Regions from separate parts of the Rattus norvegicus genome. Here region 1 is linked to region 2. The links are chromatin contacts, called in public Hi-C maps. All regions are on one chromosome and are shown on one strand. The core of a region is the stretch at or near the end of the contact, and the rest is flanking DNA. Distances in the headings are between cores, read along the strand shown. Region 1 has its middle 15 kb from the start of Mir152. Region 2 holds the start of Snx11 (sorting nexin 11).

Evidence for each region. Hi-C and Micro-C count contacts between places; a contact is called where the count stands out from the background.
Region 1: a Hi-C map of kidney shows a contact between it and region 2, with 4 times the contacts expected there. The contact joins the enhancer-like site here to the promoter of Snx11 in region 2. A contact is called at or near these places in 10 of 12 Hi-C or Micro-C datasets (the A7r5 cell line, Schwann cells, frontal cortex and 6 more) and 1 of 1 datasets of contacts at active chromatin or transcription factors (oligodendrocytes).

Annotation. Positions count from the first base shown.
Region 1 is chr10:82,343,342-82,346,253 of GRCr8, forward strand. No RefSeq gene overlaps it. Among named protein-coding and RNA genes, the nearest start is that of Mir152, 15 kb to the left of the region's middle. Within about 2 kb of position 1,355, at least 22 of the 93 cell types and tissues checked have an H3K27ac peak or open chromatin away from gene starts, as enhancers often do. A contact at or near this core is called in the A7r5 cell line and kidney, where this site is marked.
Region 2 is chr10:82,247,911-82,250,757 of GRCr8, forward strand. It overlaps Snx11 (sorting nexin 11), which reads right to left and starts at 1,256. Exons shown (of 8, transcript NM_001012012.2): 1 at 1,166-1,256. It overlaps LOC134480860 (a long non-coding RNA gene), which reads left to right and starts at 2,331. Exons shown (of 2, transcript XR_010055755.1): 1 at 2,331-2,847.

The DNA.
Region 1 (2,912 bases), core at 105-2,604, 96 kb after region 2:
GCCCCCAGTTGCAAAAAGAAAACCCTGGGAGAGAGGAAAGAGGGCACAATAAAATTGTGGAATTAGGGGGCCTGTGTGGTGATGGGAAGTTCTTTGGAAATACTGCTCAAATATTCGGCCACCCTTAGAGCTTGGCTCCATCCATGTTCCCTAGGATGGCGCCAAGGCCTGGAGGAGTAAACTGCTTCCTGGCAACCCCTCCTGACTTGGCTTGGTCCTGCAATTTCAGTTGTGCGAGGATAGGAATGGGAAGCACCAGGCAGAAGCTAGGAGCTTCACGAAGAGCTGACTCACTCAACTCTTCGAACTATAGGTTGCTGTCTGCTTTTTATTAAGGAGTACACTGAGGCCCTAAAAGTCTCAAGTTATGTGTGGCAGCTTCTGCTCTGTAGACAGTAACCTCCTCATTATCCTACAATATCTGAATTTCTTACTCACACTTGGTCCCAGAGGGTGTGGAACATACAAGCCTATAATCTGGTCTCTCGAGAGGTAGAAGCTGGAGAATCAGAAATGTAAGGTCATTTTCTACACTTGATCTTAGCCAAAAGGCCGAGAAGCGATGTAAGGTCATTTTCTAACTATACTGTGTTTGAGATCAGGCTGGGCTACAGATGAGTAAGAATGACAAGAAAGTGTCCCTTAGCTTGCTATGGCTAAAGGCTACCCTGATCCCATAGGAAGGGGGTTAGCAAAGCAGCGGTTGGAGGAAGGGGAGATGACGGATAGCGCAGAGAGGACCCCAAGTCTGCAGCTCCAGTCTTCTGGCTACCGTGTCTCCCGCCCACCTCTCGCTTGCTGCATACAGCTGGAGCCGCCTAGACAGCAGGCCTGGCTGACCTGGCAGGCCCGGCACCTTGGCCGCTGCACCAGCTTCCCCAGATGATAGCCTCATCAGCCCGACTACTGGACAAAGCCTGAGGGATTTCGGGAAGGGCGTCCGCGGTTCCGAGCCAGGGCTTGCCTTACTCCTAGCATCCTTCCTTGTCTTGCCCCTCGGTGCCGTAAGGGAAGACCCAGCAGCTTCTGAGCATGTTCGGGAAAGGAGCTTTAGGGCCACCCTTTTTCCTGCAACTGAATTAGCACTGGGTCAGAAATTGTGACCTCAGGAACGTAGGCTCACCTAGCCAGAGGACACAGGAGGAAGTACAAACTCAAACACACACACACACACACACACACACACACACACACACACACACACACACACACACACACACACACACACACACAGTGGTCCTCCTGCCTTCCTCTAATTGGCTGGCAGAAAGGTGGGGCATGTGGGATTGGTTCTCACCCGGACACTGATGGATGGCTCCCGGTGACTGCACCATTGCAGGTTGTCCGGAGGAGTGGGCGGGGACTCCGGTGCTCTTCTCAAGGCCTCACTGATTGGTGGAGCCAGCCAGGCCTGGAGAGAGGGATAGCAAAGCAACCCGCCCAAAGGTCCGAGTTTGCTTTCAACCTCTTTGAAACTCACTGAGAAGCAAGATGTGGGGCTGGGGATTTAGCTCAGTGGTAGAGCGCTTACCTAGGAAGCGCAAGGCCCTGGGTTCGGTCCCCAGCTCCGGAAAAAAAAAAAAAAAAAAAAAAAAGAGAAGCAAGATGTGCTTTCTGGAGGCTACAGGAAGAGAGCCACGAACTCGATGCTATTCTGGACTACATGGCAAGACAGTATCTGTCTCGAAATAAATAAACCAGAAACTCTTACTATATCGTGGAGAGGAATTAGTTCTGAGATCTTAGTGTGGTAGTGCTCCTGTAATGGGGATCCTGGCGACGGAAATAGTTTGCTGGGCACAACTCAGCTTCTCTTTCCTCCCAACCTTGGGTCAGTGTAATCACATATTTAGGTGTCTGTGATGAACCAGGCACTGGGAGAAGCTAGGGACAGCAGTGGGGCTGGAATGGAGAGGCCAAAGAAGGGATTAGATCTGAGGGCTATGTCGAGGTATAGGTAGCCTTTGAAATTCAAACCCCCGGGGTTGGGAATTTAGCTCAGTGGTAGAGCACTTGCCTAACCAGCGCAAGGCCCTGGGTTCGGTTCCCAGCTCAGAAAAAAAGAAAAAAAAAATTCAGAACCCCAAGCTGGAGAGATGGCTCAACGGTTAAGAGCACTGACTGCTCTTCCAGAGGTTCATTTCTCAGCAACCACATGGTGGCTCACAACCATATGTAATGAGGTCTGATGCCCTCTTCTCTCATGCACCCAGACATGCATATATATGTCTTTTTAAAAAACAAAAATCAAAATCCTCTTCTATCTGAATAGTGATGGGAATACAAGTTTAATGAATAAGAAGTATGTCCTTTTTAGTAAGTATTTTCTTTTTTTTTTTTTTTTTTTGTTCTTTTTTTTTTTTTTCTCGGAGCTGGGGACCGAACCCAGGGCCTTGCGCTTCCTAGGTAAGCGCTCTACCACTGAGCTAAATCCCCAGCCCCAAGTATTTTCAATAAAAAAGTTGAACAAATGGTTGCCAAATTCTACCATCAGTTCACGGTCCCCATCTAGTTCCTAATCTGTCCTTCATCTTAGATGAGGACCCAAGGTGCTGAGACTGGCTTCGAGGGTGTAGACCTTAGATGTACATACAGGTGAAAGTGGTCCCTCCGCGCAGGCTGTTTGGCGAAAAGAATGTCTTGATCATAATACTAACATTAAAATTCTTTTGGCCCTAGTAGGGGGCTGGAGAGACGGCTCAGAAGCTATAGCACTGACTGCTCTTCCAGAGGTCCCGAGTTCAGTTCCCAGCAACCACATGGTGGCTCACAGCCATCTGTAATGGGATCCGATGCCCTCTTCTGGCATGCATTCAAATATGCACTCATAGACATACATAAATCTTTAAAAACTTGCCAGGCACGGTGCTGCATGCCTTTAGTTCCAGCACTCGGGAGGCAGAGGCAGCTGG
Region 2 (2,847 bases), core at 6-2,505:
TTTGGAGCTACTGTCATACAGAAACAAATAACCATAAACTGGCTTTTAAGGCGCTCCAAGCCTCCTGCGACTCTGGACGTTCAAAGGGCACTGAGGAGTTTCTGGTTGTCAATTTCCTTAAAACGCTGACACTGCAAAAACCAGGCTCCATTTCTAACAACCACTGCTCCCAGTTGACATCCTTCCTAAAAAGACCACTCTTTCGGAAGAAAACGGAGCTCAGTTCCATTCCTGGAGAAGCATCGAGTTCTGAACTTCAACTCTATGACCTGTCCGAAGAGGCGGACCTGTGTACCCATAAAGGAAGGACAGAATCAAGTAACCTCCAAAGGTTAAGAAGCTTGCTCAATGCTAACTACATTTCCGCGGCCTTTTCCATCCTGCCTCAAGTGTTCTTTGCTTCCCTCAACAATACTGGCACCAACAGTCCTGGGGAAGGGCCAGAGCTTTCGGGAGTGTACTAAGTTTGACGCATTGTAAAGCTCGCAACTGCTAATTCAGGGGAGCAATTCAAAGCCTTCTCATTTTCTCTCCCACTTAAACTACTTCAAGGGACACGTTAAAAACACATCAGGCTGTAAAAAAAGATTGCACCAAGGAGACCTTTCTTGCTCACTCTTGAGCCTCTGGTGTTACAGACAGCGACTCAAAAACCTCGCCTTTCTAAATACCCCACGGGTGTTCGAGGAGACTCTTCCGCCAGACAACCTGGCCTGTCCATCAAACAGCTGTTTCACCTTTCAGTCGGTAACCTACTCCTTTCAGCTGAAAGTAATAAAGGCGAGCATAATTTCCAGTATCTGCGAAAAGTATCTCCCATTTCCTTCCACTCCCGGCCACTTGGGTAGACATCCCTAAATTCTGACTCCGGCCACTCCTTTCCATTCTTTAGCAAACTTAGATGGAAACCAGCCAAAATGGTCCCTCTCTTTTCCCGGCAAAACTCGGAACGGAAAGACACCTTCTAATTTCAAAGTATATTGAAAAGCCAGGCTTCCTTTCTTCTTGGGTCCCAGCAAGCCCTCACTTTCACACCGGGCGGTAAGACGCACCTTCCCTAGCGTGTCAACCGAGGCCAACACTTAAATGTCACCACTACTGCTCAAGTCGACAACCCATTCCCCAGCAGCACCTACGAGCCGCGGCCCCGCCCACGCCCCCTCACCTGAGAGCAGCAGCAGCAGCTCTCTATAGCGACACCACCAGCACCGAACCATATAGCCAGATGCAGATTCCGGCTTCTCCTTCCGGGTGAGTCGCCGGCGCCCCAGTGCACGACGGGAGGCGGCTCCCGACGGGCCAATCCTGAGTGTCCAGGACGCCCCACCCCTGAAGACCAGGGCTCTCAGTGGTGATCGCCGGTCAGCGGAGAATCACCGCCACGCCCAGGCCTCAGCTGAAATCCACATCTTTCCGGAAATCGCTTGGGGCGTGAGAGGCGGAGCGCAAGGACCGAGACCCGGTGAAGTCCACTCGGGTGCCGCGTTCCGCCCACGGCCGTCAGGCGGGCCAATCAACGCTCAGGAAGTCTTTAAAGGCCGGCGAAAGCATCTTGGGATCCTAAGTATCTCCTGGGTGTTACAGAGTAATTAGAGTGGGAGGTTTCTCGCGTTCCAGAAGCTTTAGACGATCTCGATAGTCCAGGCTTGAATCTCGGAGGTTGCAATTCCCCATCTGAAATGTCAAGGGCACTGCCAGTTAAATTTGGAAAAGCCACGGATTATCCCAGCAAAAAACACACGAAGTTGACAACTCCTCAAACAGTTGTCAAACCCAAAGCAGGCCCATGCAGTTAGTAAACAAGAAAAAGCCGGTGAAAATGCTAATTATAGAGATATCTAAATTCCTCTTAAGCCAATGGAAATGGCTCATGCCCCGAATCCTAACACTTGGAAAGTTGAAGACAAAGTGAGTTCCAGGATATAGACTGAAGCTGTCTGAAGATACAAACGAAAAGCCTCTCTGATCTGTTAAAAAGTTAATTTTACATCTGTAATCCCACCACTTGGAAGCAGAGGCAGGAACTGAAGGCCAACGCCAACTACATTAGTTTCAGGCTAGCTTGGGGTGCTTAAAAGCAAAACAGCTGTAGAAATGACTTGAGAAGATGAATTCAGCACCCACAAATTCACGCCGCTCACAAATTCCTGCAACTCCAACTTCAATGGATCGAGGCATACTCACACCAAAAATGAATATTTATTACTTTTTATTTTGCGTAGCTGAGTATTTTGCCTATAAGTATGGGTGTGTACCATAGATCTACCTGAAACCCTTAGGGGACAGATGAGGGCCTTAGATCTCCTAGGACTGGAGTTACAAGTGGTTGGGACCATTGTGTGGGTGCTGAGAACTGAACTCTGCCCCTATACAAGGGCAAAAGGTGCTCTTAACCTCAAAGTCATTTCTCAATCCCAACTCCCCTTAAAAACTTATGAGCACTAATAAGAATGTGGGTGAGAGGGAAACACAGCACTACACTGACTGTGGCCTTGAGCTACTCCCAAAGCACAATGGTAGTTACCTATCCAGACGGATATTAGTCCTACAACTCAAAACAGAACTTCTCAGACCTTTGATCTCAGGATCCCTTTAAACAAACATTTGAAATCATAAGGACATCTTATAGTATTGGGAAATGTAGGACAGTCATTGACTTAGAAATAAAAATTGAGAGACTGAGGCAGGAGAGAGAAAGCACATCAGTTAAGAGCACTTGTTCTTGCAGAAGACCTGGGTTCAGTTCCCAGAACACATATGAGGGCTCTCATCCACTGTTCTGACACCCTCATCTAGCCTCTAGGAGCACTACACTCATGAGGAGTACTACTTAACGTGCAAGCAAGA